Linked DNA regions of Rattus norvegicus: region 2 is linked to region 1. Evidence: chromatin contacts called from public Hi-C data. All regions are on one chromosome and are shown on one strand. Each heading gives the region's core, a stretch centred on a gene start, on an enhancer-like site or on the middle of the called end of the contact. The rest is flanking DNA. Distances are from core to core; before and after follow the strand shown.

The links. A called contact is a pair of places that touch in the nucleus more often than the background predicts.
Region 2: a Hi-C map of liver shows a contact between it and region 1, with 2.7 times the contacts expected there. The contact joins two enhancer-like sites. A contact is called at or near these places in 2 of 12 Hi-C or Micro-C datasets (kidney and liver).

Annotation. Positions count from the first base shown.
Region 1 is chr7:56,107,201-56,113,574 of GRCr8, forward strand. No RefSeq gene overlaps it. Among named protein-coding and RNA genes, the nearest start is that of Dyrk2, 140 kb to the right of the region's middle. Within about 2 kb of position 4,126, at least 1 of the 93 cell types and tissues checked has an H3K27ac peak or open chromatin away from gene starts, as enhancers often do. A contact at or near this core is called in liver, where this site is marked.
Region 2 is chr7:56,417,471-56,424,619 of GRCr8, forward strand. No RefSeq gene overlaps it. Among named protein-coding and RNA genes, the nearest start is that of Dyrk2, 170 kb to the left of the region's middle. Within about 2 kb of position 3,816, at least 20 of the 93 cell types and tissues checked have an H3K27ac peak or open chromatin away from gene starts, as enhancers often do. A contact at or near this core is called in liver, where this site is marked.

The sequences.
Region 1 (6,374 bases), core at 2,876-5,375:
ATCCTCTGATGAGGGATGAAACAGGGACAGCCTCTGTCCACACACGGGAACTCACTGATTGGCTGCCACAGTCATTGACTTTGTCTAGGTCTAGAGTAAGAAAAAAAAAAACAAAAGAGGACAGCAACCTGTATCTTCAGTACCTTTTTTATTGTGTCCCTTGCTTCATCTGTTTTCTCCCTTCTTGCTGAGAACCTATGTCTGGCCCTTCTAGGTCATATCCTGTCTAAGTCTCTTTAAACCGTAGAGTGAGATGAGAGAGCTGTCACTCTTTCCATCACACGGACTCAAGAACTCCTAGGGACACTCCTACCTTTATTTTGTAAATCTTTAATGTCATATAAACTCAAATAATATGCCAAGATTCCCTCTGTCTAAGGGTTCACATTTCTGTGATAAAATACTGACCTAAAGCAACTTAGGAAGTGTTGCTGTAAAATTAAGATAAAATTTGTCTTTTACCCCACACTAGGTCTGGCACCGTAGTGCCCCAAGATATCTGGTAGGTGTCTTCATCTCAGTCAGCAAAGCCTCTCACCTGCTTTGCTCCATCCCCATATCATACTGCCAAAGGCTACTCACTGAGCCTGGCAACAATCTCTCTACCCATCTGGTTACCAAGGCAGGTTGCCACCATGTCAAACATATACATCCCAATTCCGTGGTGGCCCAGTGTCTCCAGCTACCACATACTCTCTTAAACTTTGATTGCCACATGAAAGAACACACAACACAATACCCTCTGACCCCACTGATAATATATAATTTGCTCATCTAGACATACAAAGCCCTGTAAACATCCATCCCTTAAGAATATTCATAACAACCTGTAAACGTGCATAGAGGAATCTTAGCATCCGCCTCCATGTTCTCTCTCAGCTGCTTCTCCTCCTCCTGTTCAGTCTCCTCCTCTTCCCTCAAAGTTTTTTCTCACCCATCCTTCCTTCTCATCCAATGAAAATCCTTGTTCTATCTTGTATGACATTGAACCAACTCATGTGGTGAACGAGAATCCACTAGTAATCCTAAGAGTTGAAAGAAGGTTTTATTTTCTAAGTTAGAGGAGGCCAGCGCTATGTTGGGTCATGTGATACCTCAAGTGCAGGAACTTTAAACAGAGAAACACAGAAGCATCCTGGGCTGGCCGGCTGTAGGTTCCCTGCTGTGTGATAAGTAGTGGCAGCTCAGAGAGTTAGAGATTAAAGGCTGCTTTTTAAAGAAAGTTGTTTAGAAAGTCTTTCAGGATACTCATATTCCTTCTGACGCATGGGAATTTTGAGCTAAAATCCTAGTTAAACAGAGCTACTTCTTAATGACAGGTATTATTAGAAGGTGATTAAGTTTGTTTTTAAGAAGAGAGCACAGAGATTACCTGAATCACATGGAAATTTTCACCCATGGTTCGGAACTTAAGGAAAATTAGTCACTGACTCCAAGTAGAGAGTTGTGAGAAAAGTCTGGAAACCAGGCAGAGTGAATGCAGACATTCAGAGCCGGTCCTTATATTGACTACAAACTTCTGAGTTGACTACACATGTGAGTTAAGGGCCAAATAGCAAATTCATGGCTCTGAGTTTGTTAGAATACTTTCAAGATAATAAGACAGCTAATGGACAACAGTCCAGATTACCTTATATAGACAGATGGTTTTCAAAAATGTCAGAAATCCACAAAATATGAGATTTAAAGTTATTTATCTTTTGTTGAGACATATCTGCTCCTAATAGTCCTAACTTAATGATTTAATGATTAAATCCCTTTGGTGGATTTAATGAAGAAATTGAGCATCTCTACCTCCGAGTGAGTACTTTGTGTCTAGCCAGCCACTGAGCAGAAACTGCCTACTTCATCTACAGACTAATACTGTCCAAAAAGGGACACCTTATGCAGAAAGGTCGACTGATAATTTTGCCAAGCCAGAATTATCAGCCCTTCAAGATTTCCGCATTTCAAGAGTCTGTCAGTTGATTTTGGGCCAGAAGGCTGTAGACTACCGCTCACATGTTGCTAACTGGGGACTGTGCTAGTGATTTGTCTCTTCAACCTCTCAGTTCTGGAAGCGTGTTAGGCTTCCTATGGGTATAGATATTTGGTCATTCTCAGATTTCTGACGGGGTTGAAGACTGATTAAAAACTCATAGCCTATCAGGCTGTTTAACTTTGAAATACATATTTTATTAGATAGTTATCAGATAGTATACAAGCTAGCCAGACTATAACATAGATTTTAAGCCTTTCTTAAGCTGGAATGGATAACTAAATGTTCTGTTTCACTGAGAAAATGTTGGACTGGGTGTTAGGCATATTTTATGCTTTTAATTACAAAATGATAATAGTCGTGCTCAGCTTATATTTGAGAGAAAAGCTTTTTTTTTTTTTTTTTTTTTGGTTCTTTTTTTCGGAGCTGGGGACCGAACCCAGGGCCTTGCGCTTCCCAGGCAAGCGCTCTACCACTGAGCTAAATCCCCAACCCCGAGAAAAGCTTTTTTTAATTAGACAAAAAGGGTGAAATGTAGGATGATGTCACACAGATGAAGGCAGGTACAAGATAGAAGGAGGCCTGTCATCGGATGAGAAGGAAGGATGGGCGAGAGAAAAGTGTGAGGGAAGAGGAGGAGACTGAACAGGAGGAGGAGAAGCAGCTGAGAGAGAACATGGAGGCGGATGCTAAGATTCCTCTATGCACGTTTACAGGTTGTTATGAATATTCTTAAGGGATGGATGTTTACAGGGCTTTGTATGTCTAGATGAGCAAATTATATATTATCAATGGGGTCAGAGGGTATTGTGTTGTGTGTTCTTTCATGTGGTGATTTAAGTTTAAGAGAGTATGTGGTAGCTGGAGACACTGGGCCGACACGGAATTGAGATGCCTATTCTGACATGGTGGCAACCTGCCTTGGTAACCAGATGGGTAGAGAGATTGTTGCCCGGCTCAGAGAGTAGCCTTTGGCAGTGTGATATGGGAATGGAGCAAAGCAGGTGAGAGGCTTTGCTGACTGAGATGAGGATATCTACCAGATATCTTGGGGCACTATGGTGCCAGACCTAGTGTTGGGTAAAAGACAAATTTTATTTTAATTTTACAGCAACCATTTAGTTTCTATTACTGTAAGGAGACTCTATGACCACAGCAATTCTTATAAAGGCAAACATCTAATTGAGACTGGCTTACAGTTTCAGTGGTTCAACCCATTATGATCATGGTGGGAACTAGGGCAGTGTGCATGCAGACATGGTGTTGTAGAAGGGGCTGAGAATTCTACATCTTGATCTGAAGGCAACGGGAAGAGACTGTTTCTGCAGCGTTTCTTCTACTTTGGGCAGAGCTTGAGCATAGGATCTCGAAGCCTGCCCAGCAGTGTTGGAGTAGGCCACACCTGCTCCAACAAGACCACACCCACTCTAACAAGGCCACACCCACTCAAAGACCACACCCACTCCAGCAAGGCCATACCTACTCCACAAAGGCCATGCCTCATAGTGCCATCATGTCCCATGGGCCAAGCATATTCAAACCACCACAGGGAGGAAAGTGTTGATTTGCCTTACATATCTTAGGTCACAATCCATTGAGAGAAGCCAAGGCAGGAAGTCAGGAATCTGGAGGCAGACACTAAAACAGAAGTCATGCAGGAGCTGTGCTCACTGGCTTGCTCTGCACTGGTACAAGGGAAAGAAATCCTGTAATACAATAAGTAGGAAAATACCTGCAACAGATGTTAGACAGCATGCTCCAGGGAAGCCAGTCTATGAGGGATAGATATATTTTGTGCTGGATGGTCCTAGAAGTACAAGGGTCTTGGTATAAGAGCTAGCTAAGGATGTTTAAGAGATAGAACTCTGAACTGTCGCTTGCCGTTTTCACTCACAGTCCCTTCCCAGACCTGATGTCTGAAGTGTGTGAAACTCACTTGACTTTTCTGTTGACTCAACCATCTCTGTGCAAACCTATAACATCACGCATGGCTCCAGGGCTAGAGTTATAGATCTTCCCTGAAACTTAGGTTAATTCATCCAGTTGTATTGGCAGCAGAGACTGTTGGCTTTCTTGGATAAGTCTGGGCTGACTGGCTAGCATTAGCCAAGCAAGGAGGAGGACCATGATGAAATTGGTCAGGAGAGGGGCTGATGAGAGAAGACACAAAGGTCGAAGTACTTACTCTGATTGCAAAGGGAAAGAACAATGAATAACGGCTTAAAAGCAAAGTGGGGTGAGGCAGACATCCAGACACCTTTCAGTGCCTGTGTGTCACCCTAGCAGCCGAGAGGCTCTTACATTTCTAGCCTCTCAATATTTGAAAATTCTGCAATCCAAACATCTGAACTTTGATTGGAGTTGACCCAAACCAAAGAATACTAGATAGAAGTACAGTGCCCTTTTTCCTCTGGGTCAGGAACCAGACAGGGCTTTCCCCTCTGCTTATATTTAAGAAAGGCAGCAGTGTCTGTCCAACCCAGATGGATGAACTATAACCCCACCCACAGGGAAAGAAGATCTATACATTAGTTACTTTTCTTGTTATTATAACCCAATACTTAACAAGAAGCAATTTGCAGAATTTAGTCTTCCAGTCTGAGGAGATCACTCCATCATGGCTGGGAAAGCCTGGCAGTGGGATTAAGAGGCTGGATGGTAACATTGTATCTATAGTCAGGAGTCAAAGAGTGAATTGGAAGTATGGATAAGTTACAAAATCTCAAGGCTTAACCCCCAATGACCCACTTCCTCTATGAGGGCTCCACCTATGCAAGTTCCACAACCTCCCCAAACGCTGCCCCCATTGGGGGGTCAGTTGTTTAAATGCACAAACCCATGGGGGACATCTTACATTCAAACCACAGTAACCTATGAGCTTGACCTTGGAACCACGCACCAGGTTCAGTTTATTCAAAGTAAACAAAACTATTAAAGACAAGTGAGTTTCCTACTTTAGGTATCAGATCTGAAAACAGATCAATAATAAAACCATGCAAATAGTTATTTAGATAAATATACCCCATATAACATTTCCAGAATATTTACAATAAACTAATTCAACCTTTATATGAAAATAAAAGCACATACATAGGCAATACGCTAATTACATTAGCAGCCCAGTGGTTGAACTTTCTTCCCTCTGTTTCTGACGTAAGTTATCTTGGTGTGTCGTGTTACATCTGAGACCATAGCTCACTAGCCTGTAGGCAAAAGATATTTACACTGGATTCTCTCAGTGCCTGAGTCTACTCAGTTTCTGGGGCATAGGAGTGGAAGGGAAAACGGAATAACTATTTCATTTGGAACATGCTACAGATGTATTTTTGTGATAAAGACCATTTCTTCAGGACTCAACACCTGACCTTCTTGAACTACCCATGAAAAGTGACATAATTCTTATGCTCTAGCATTGCCATAAGGGTCCTGTGAGGCACCACTTAATATTCATGAGGTTTCTTTCATGTGTGCCCTCCTTAGTCTAGGGCTACTGAGAGAGTTAGTCAAAGGTTCTTAGAAAACGCTCATGATGAACAGAAGCATAAATCTCAAGTCTACTTATCAATGCTATTCAGCTTTCAGATGAGTGAGCCATGCCCTTTGTAGGGCTTTGAGATAGTAAAGCCATGGGATCAATATTAGTCCAAAGGTTGGTTTTTTTTCTTTCTCCTCTCTCTGTTCAAATATGGAGCCTGACAAAGGAAAGTATTCTTGCTAGGAAACAGCTGAGAGATTTGTTTCTTCAGAAGTGGGTGAATATGTTGACCATGACCATTCTTCACAGGAAATGTTAGCTGAATTGTTACTTTTTGAAAGCACAGATTTATTGGGTGTGTTTGTACGAATGCATGTGTGAGGCAAAGTTTTCAAGTAAAAAAGAAAAAAAAAAAAACCTGTCAGCAAAGGCTAAGGAAACTATTTTAGGTTAAAACAACAGGGGAGGAGGGCAGGGGCAGGGACTGCACTGGTCTGTAATGTGATCCATTAAATAACTGTAGCCAGGGGCTGGGGATTTAGCTCAGTGGTAGAGCGCTTACCTAGGAAGCGCAAGGCCCTGGGTTCGGTCCCCAGCTCCGAAAAAAAGAACCAAAAAAAAAAAAATAATAATAACTGTAGCCAGATCCAGAATCATGCATCATTGGCAAGGCCTGGGAACCAACTGAGCTGTGGAGAGGGGTCTCAGAGAAGAAAGCTCTCATCTTCGGGGACCCAACCACACAGGGAGCCCGAGATGGCTTTCAAGCCCCAAATTTCTTTATGAAAAAAATTGGGTAATTTGTAAAACAAACAACAACAAACAACAACAAAATCAAACTCATGGATAAGAGCTAATAAACTAACAGATTGAGGAAAGCCTTTTAAATTTATGTAGAGAAAAGAAAAAGGTAATTAAATT
Region 2 (7,149 bases), core at 2,566-5,065, 310 kb after region 1:
GTCTCTCTATACCCCCAGTCTCTCTACACCCCAGTCTCTCTACACCCCCAGTCTCTCTACACCCCAGTCTCTCTACACCCCCAGTCTCTCTACACCCCCAGTCTCTCTACACCCCCAGTCTCTCTACACCCCAGCCTCTCTACACCCCAGCCTCTCTACACCCCCAGTCTCTCTACACCCCCAGTCTCTCTACACCCCAGTCTCTCTACACCCCCAGTCTCTCTACACCCCCAGTCTCTCTGCACCCCCAGTCTCTCTATACCCCAGTCTCTCTACATCCCCAGTCTCTCTACACCCCAGTCTCTCTACACCCCCTAGTCTCTCTACACCCCCAGTCTCTCTACACCCCAGTCTCTCTACACCCTAGTCTCTCTACATCCCCAGTCTCTCTACATCCCCAGTCTCTCTACACCCCAGTCTCTCTACACCCCCAGTCTCTCTACACCCCCCGGTCTCTCTACACCCCCCGGTCTCTCTACACCCCAGCCTCTCCACACCCCAGCCTCTCTACAACCCCCAGTCTGTTCTATAACCCCCAATCTGTTCTACAACCTCCAGTCTGTTCTACAACCCCCAGTCTGTTGTACAACCCCCAAATCTGTTCTACAACCCCCAAGTCTCTTCTGCAGCCCCCAGTCTCTTCTACAATCCCCACTCTGTTCTACAACCCCCAGTCTGTTGTACACCACCAGTCTCTCTAAACCCCCAGTCTGTTCTATAACCCTCCACTCTGTTCTTCAACCCCCCAAATCTGTTCTACAACTCCCCAAGCCTGTTCCACAACCCCCAGTCTGTTCTACAACCTCAGAACATGTGAGGCTTCCTTTTCTATTTTTGTTACTTTTAAAAACTTAAATTGTGGGGTAGGCGCACATGTGGCTGGTAAAGGACAATGTGTGGGTGTTGGTTTCTCCTTCCACTGTGTGCGTATTCCAAGTCTTGAACTCAGACCCTCAAGACTGGAGGCAACACCTTTGCTCACTGGGCCACCTCGATGCCCCAAACCTGCAGCTTCTCACTTTAATAGTCTCCATCCGGAGAAGTCCTGAAGGTCACCACATCCTCCATTATCCCGTTTTTCTGTGCATCCCGAACAACTACATGGACTTAAGCAAAGGTTGCCAGCAAGGTTGTCTAGAAACCGTGCCCATTGTTGTTCTTTCTTTTCAGCACTTCCTGACCTTTCCCCTAGTAGGCAGAAGTATCCACTTTGTCTGCAGAAGAATTCGTGTTGTTATGACTAGAAGGCGATGACGAAGAAAAGGTTACTTTTTTTCCCCCTTAGAATGTTTATTTCCATGCAGGCTCCAAACAAAAGACAGATCAGGGAGTTTAGGCTAAGACAGAGATCGGCTGGCAGCCAGTGCAGGGAGACCTGCCGCTGGTCTAGCTAGCTCCTGTCAGGAGCGTGGGTCTGATTATTTTTCTCTTCACAGCTGCATGGAGAGGTGGTCCAGTGGGCAGGTTACCATATATCTGCCCAGATGACGTTTCCCTGATGGAAGATTCTGAGCCCATCAATACTGCTCCTTTTTCCATAGTCATATGTGTTTCCAGAGCCAACTTTCCACCTCTGGAAAGAGAAAGCTGAACTTTGACCCTCCAGGGGTAGCAAGAATGAAGAAACCCAGCAGCAGGAGAGGAGTGGAGTCCTGTGGGAATGGGAGAACTTAATGCCCTGGCAAATAGTACATTCATATGATGATCAAAGATTGGTGCTCCAGGTTCAGTGAGAGACCTTGTCGTGTGTGCGTGTGTGTGCGTGTGTGTGTGTGTGTGTGTGTGTGTGTGTGTGTGTGTGAGAGAGAGAGAGAGAGAGAGAGAGAGAGACTTTTGTGTGGATTTGTGGATTGCCACCCTCGACACACATATGGGGGGGGGTGTACACATATGAACACCCCAATAGAAAAGTGGAGATGAGAGGACACACCAAAAAGAAACACACGTGCCTGAAAAAATACCCAAAGACTCTGCAAAGACGCTTGCTAAGTGGATTGGGGTCCGGGGGTGTCATGGAGGAGCCTGTTGCCGAGCAGCACTGTGTACCTGTCAACCATTCCTTTATTTTGATCTTTACAACGACTCAGTGGACTCTCTAATCATTGCATGGGCCAGGGAGCACTTGGGTGCTTCTGACCTTGACCAATAGACTATACCAGCTTACAACCCACAGGCTTAAGAGAGGACAAACAAGATACTCATCCTTGAATGTTCTATTGCCTAAACTGTAGCTGTCCCTCCAGCACATTCTATTTTGAAAAACTAGGAAACCCTACATTTTCAACTGGGCCTTCTTGAAAAATCTTGAAAATGCTAGGTGCATCTCCCCTGTTCTGTGTGCTAAAATATTTAAAAATTCTATGAAAAATGCTGGTTTAAGACTGTGTTTCCTAAGTTGGCTAATATGTTAATTTAATGCATATTTATGCATGATAAATTCTCCTTTGGCCAATCAAATAAAAGCTTGAGACTTAGGAACGATCCCTTGAGGAACCAAAGGCCAAAAGCCTTGTTTAGCTCCCTTTGAGGACATCAGGGTGACATTAGCTACTTCTTTTACTCAGTACCACGACAAGACTGATGGACGTGGTTATGGGAGGGACGGTTTCTTTGGCTCCGTTTCCGGGTGTTTCAATCCATAATAGCCCGTAAGGCATAGTAGGGTGGCTCACACTGAGGCAAGAGAATCATAGAGAAAGTGCTGTTCACAGGCATCCAGGAAGAAGAAAGCATACCCAGAATCACTGGCTGTGCGGAACCTTCAAAGGCCACTGCCACCGATGTGACTGCCTCTACCACCCAAGCCCCACCTCCTAATAGCTGCACTCCTCCAAATATCGTCGCTGTCTGGGAACACGCTTACAAAACATGAGCCTGTGCGGGCGTTTCAAATTCAAACCCTAACAGGAGATCCCAGACCTTATCCTCCTAGGGAATTGGCCTCTGCTCCTTCCTCGGGGAACCCCAAGAAATTCTGAGGTGCTTGTGAAGAGATTTAAGAAGGAACAGATGGGGGCTGGGGATTTAGCTCAGTGGTAGAGCGCTTACCTAGGAAGCGCAAGGCCCTGGGTTCGGTCCCCAGCTCCGAAAAAAAAGAACCAAAAAAAAGAAGGAACAGATGGACCCTTCATTAGCGACCAAGTCCTCTCCTATCCAGTGAGACTTGCTGGACAATTTCCTTTCCATACTGTTACGGCTGGTTTTCATCTTCATCAACTTGACAGGCTCTAGAACCACCTTGGAGACTAGCGTCTAGGCGCAGCTATAAGGGATTCTCTAGACTAGGTTAAGTGAGGAAGGAAGGCCCACCCTAAAAGTGTGTGACACTATTCTTTGGGTTGGAGTCTTGAATTGACTAAAAAGGAGAAAGTCAGCTGAGCGGAACCCTTTGCTCCCTAACTGCAGACTCCATACTGGCAGCTTTGCTGCCATGAGGGACTGTGCCCTCAAACCGTGGGGTTAGACAAGCCCTGCCTTTCCTTCCTTACGATCTTTTGGTCAACGGTATTTTTTTTTTAATCACAGCAACAAAAAAAATAACCGAGTTACAGCCCTTAAACAGGGAGAGAAGATCTCCCAGGGCCCCTCTCATTTCAATACAGTTACTGTAACACAGAGAACAATCTAAGCAAATTGGCAGGGTCTCCAGGTTAGTCCAATTTTAGGAGGCTCGGGGTATTTTCAAATTAGGGCCTCCAATTCGATTTTCCCTGTGTCTGTAAAGCAACAGATTTTTGCACCCTTTAAAAGGAGGAAAAAAAGAGAAGTTAGTGTGAGCCAACAGCTGGCTGGTAACCCGGAGCACTGGGTAAGCTGGAGCCGTTCCATATTTTGCATAAGGAGTTCATTTTGGGTTAGTCAACAAAGGGAAGGAGTTGGCCCGGATCCTGTTGCACAAATTCAGGAACAAGAAGTTGTGATTCTCTTTAGAAATCGCTGGAAGGTGGCTCTCAGGTCTCTTTGCCAAAGCACAGTTTGACGTCCATTTGTTTCCGTTAGATGCAAAAAGATGTTCACCCGCCAGGATTTCCCTCTGACAAGCCACCAGCTGACACAGCTGTGAAGTTCGGTGAGGTGAACTCCCCCTCTCTCTAACTTTTTTATAAAAATCTACTGTCTCTGCAGACTCCAGTATTAATCTTCCGTTTCTTCTGTCTCATAAATTGTATTCCTCCTAGCCTGAGGCTACCTTTGTGGTAAAGGATTCACCTGTTTTGTTAAAGAATGAAAAGCTCTTACGTCCATAACCCTCGTCAGAGAGACATAAACTTCATGTTTCAACATGGTAAGGACCGGTTCTTGACACGTAAATTAATGTTGTTGTTGTTGTTGCTAAGACGATGCAGAAAGATGTAAAAGAACATAAACTTTAACCAAAATCTCACTCCTGGAGAAAACTAAGGATCACTAATATTTCAATCTAGATGTTTTCAGTCTTTTAAACTTTATTTTAGAAAAAAAATGATATAAATTGCTTAGCATTCTAATGTTTTCTAAGTATAAAATTGGATATTTTCCCATAGAATATTAATTTCCAGTATCACCATTTTTGAAAAGTGGATAGAATGTATAATCAAGTACTAGCTTAGCAATACTATGTATTTTCTAATACGAATAATTTTGAAATAAATCCATGTGTGTACTTGTCAAGTTAGCTCTTGTATTAAACATCTTGTGTGCATTTGTGTGTGTGTAGTGTGTGTATGTGTATAATATTTTTGTGTGTGAGTACAACCATTCACCTACCATGGTATACAATGGAGGTCTAAGGACAGTGTACTGGCTGGTTTTGGGTGTCAACCTTGACACACACTGGACTTATCACAGAGAAAGGAGCCTCTCTTGAGGAAATGCCTCCCTGAGACCCAGCTGTAAGGCATTTTCTCTATTAGTGATCAAGGGGGAGGGCCCAGCCAATTGTGGGTGGGGCCATCCCTGGGCTGGTAGTCTTAAGAAAGCAAGCTGAGCAAGCCAGGGGAAGCAAGCCAGTGAGTAACATCCCTCCATGGCCTCTGCATCAGCTCCTGCTTCCTGACCTGCTTGAGTTCCAGTCCTGACTTCCTTTGGTGATGAACAGAAATGTGGAAAGTGTAAGCTGAATAAACCCTTTCCTCCCCAACTTGCTTCTTGGTCATGATGTTTGTGCAGAAATAAAAACCCTGATAAGACAGACAGCTTTGGGTATGTGCCCTAACCTTCCACTTTGTTTGAGACATGGTCTCTTGTCTGTTGTGTCTTACCCAAGGCTAACTGGTCCCTGTTCCACCTCCTATTTTGCCTTACAGGTGTTGGGATTACAGTTGCATCTGGCTGCAGAGGGGTTCTGGGAATCTAAACTCAGTTCCTCAGACTTGCCATGCAGGTGCTCTTCCAGTAAGCCCCTCCCCAGTGCTGTCTTCATGGTAAATTTCTGTACACAGACCTTGCCCAATGAAGTCATGTCCGTGCCTTCAAGGCCTTCCTTTCACACGACCAGAAAAATTATGTTTGTGTGCAGGCTCCCTAACTTTGTCCAAGAGCACGTTCCCTTGCTGTTGTTGTAAAAGCAACCCCCCCTTTTCTGTTTGGGTCTACTTGAAAGCTGAAATATTGTTTTATTTCTTCTGATTACTGACAAGGTTGAACATATTTTCAAACTGTGTGTGTGTGTGTGTGTGTGTGTGTGTGTGTGTGTGTGTGTGGTGTGTTCTTTTTGGTGTATTGTCTCTTGCCTCCATTTTTCAATGGGGGGGGGGAGGCAGTCCTTGTATTTTTCTTCGAAGCTCACCATGCACAAAGACAACACCGTCCGGGCTGTGTTTCAGGGAACTTTACTGCCCTGTGAGAAGTTAGTAGGCATGCTGAGAGAGAACAAGTTCCATGGTCAGATTTAACACATCATTTCCTAAACTTAATTGACCATCAAAACGTATTTTTTATCACAGAACACCCATTAGCATCGTTCAGCACGCTGGTGTTCTGAGCAATGACATTTGAGAAAGTGGGGGGTACTAACGCTTTCCCCACTACATGTGTGAAATGTTCGCCTCATTTCCCTTCTAGGCTGCCCGTGTTTCTTCACAGAGTTTTAATTTTTGTGTCTGAAGCCCTTGGGTAATCCTTTGGCACCATAGCCTGGTAAGAGTGGGGACCCTGGAGTCCTGTCTATTTGCTTTGTGTCCTGGTACTGCCATTGGCTGGGACTTTAGGAAAATTAATCTTTCCTTGCCAGAAGATGGGAGGGAGAGCCATGTTTGACAGTGTGTCACATGACTAGCTGTGCTGAAGGCGATGGCCAGTCACCCTCTGGATAATAAAGAAAATATCTATTCCAGTTCACATTTTCTTTGCTGATTCTGATCTTAGTTATGAAATAAAGACTTTGTTTCTTCTCCGGTGCTTAGCCAAAATTTTCCAACATTGTCTATTGATTAATGTTCATATTAATTATATTATATTTTATTGTTATATTATATTATATTGCTTTCCTCTAGATTATTCTGTCCACTCAGTCTGCCCTGATACCAAGACCCCTTTGTTCTTACTCATTTTTATTTGCCTGAATCACAGCTGATCTGCCTCTTGTAATTACCCTCTCCCTCAAGTCCTTGTTAGGGCTAAGGAACCCAGAGCGGTATCCAGGGTCCTCACTGAGGCAAATGGCAAATACCAATCCTGCAAATCTGGTCAAAGCCACATGCTAGTGAGGCCTATGTTTCAGGGCTAGCCTGAGGAACCACTCAAGAACCTATTGCTCGTCACCATGTCAGAAAAGAATTACTTACTGTCCACCGACTCCACATGCCCAGGAGTCAGTTTCCTTGTGGAAACCTTGCTAAAGGTTGAAATGATTCCAGGAAACCCTTTGTCAGTATCGAGGGTGAGAATCGGAAGTTCTGGAGGTCACCTTCTGGTCATGGCCAGATTGCATGTGAGAGGCAGGCGCTTGGGGATAGAGGAGAGAAGGCTGGTGGCAAACATTGGATAAAAAGTGTCTGAGGTCTTGACTGGCCTCCAGGTCAATTCCACTCCAAAGTAAGGGCAGCTGGTCAAGGTCCCGATGTTAGTTTTCCAAAGCCAACAGTCCTTGGCCAGTTCAGCTCCACTCTGTTCCAGTCATGGAGGGAAGAAAGAATATAAAGTCACCCTAAAAGCTTTGTTACAGAAAGC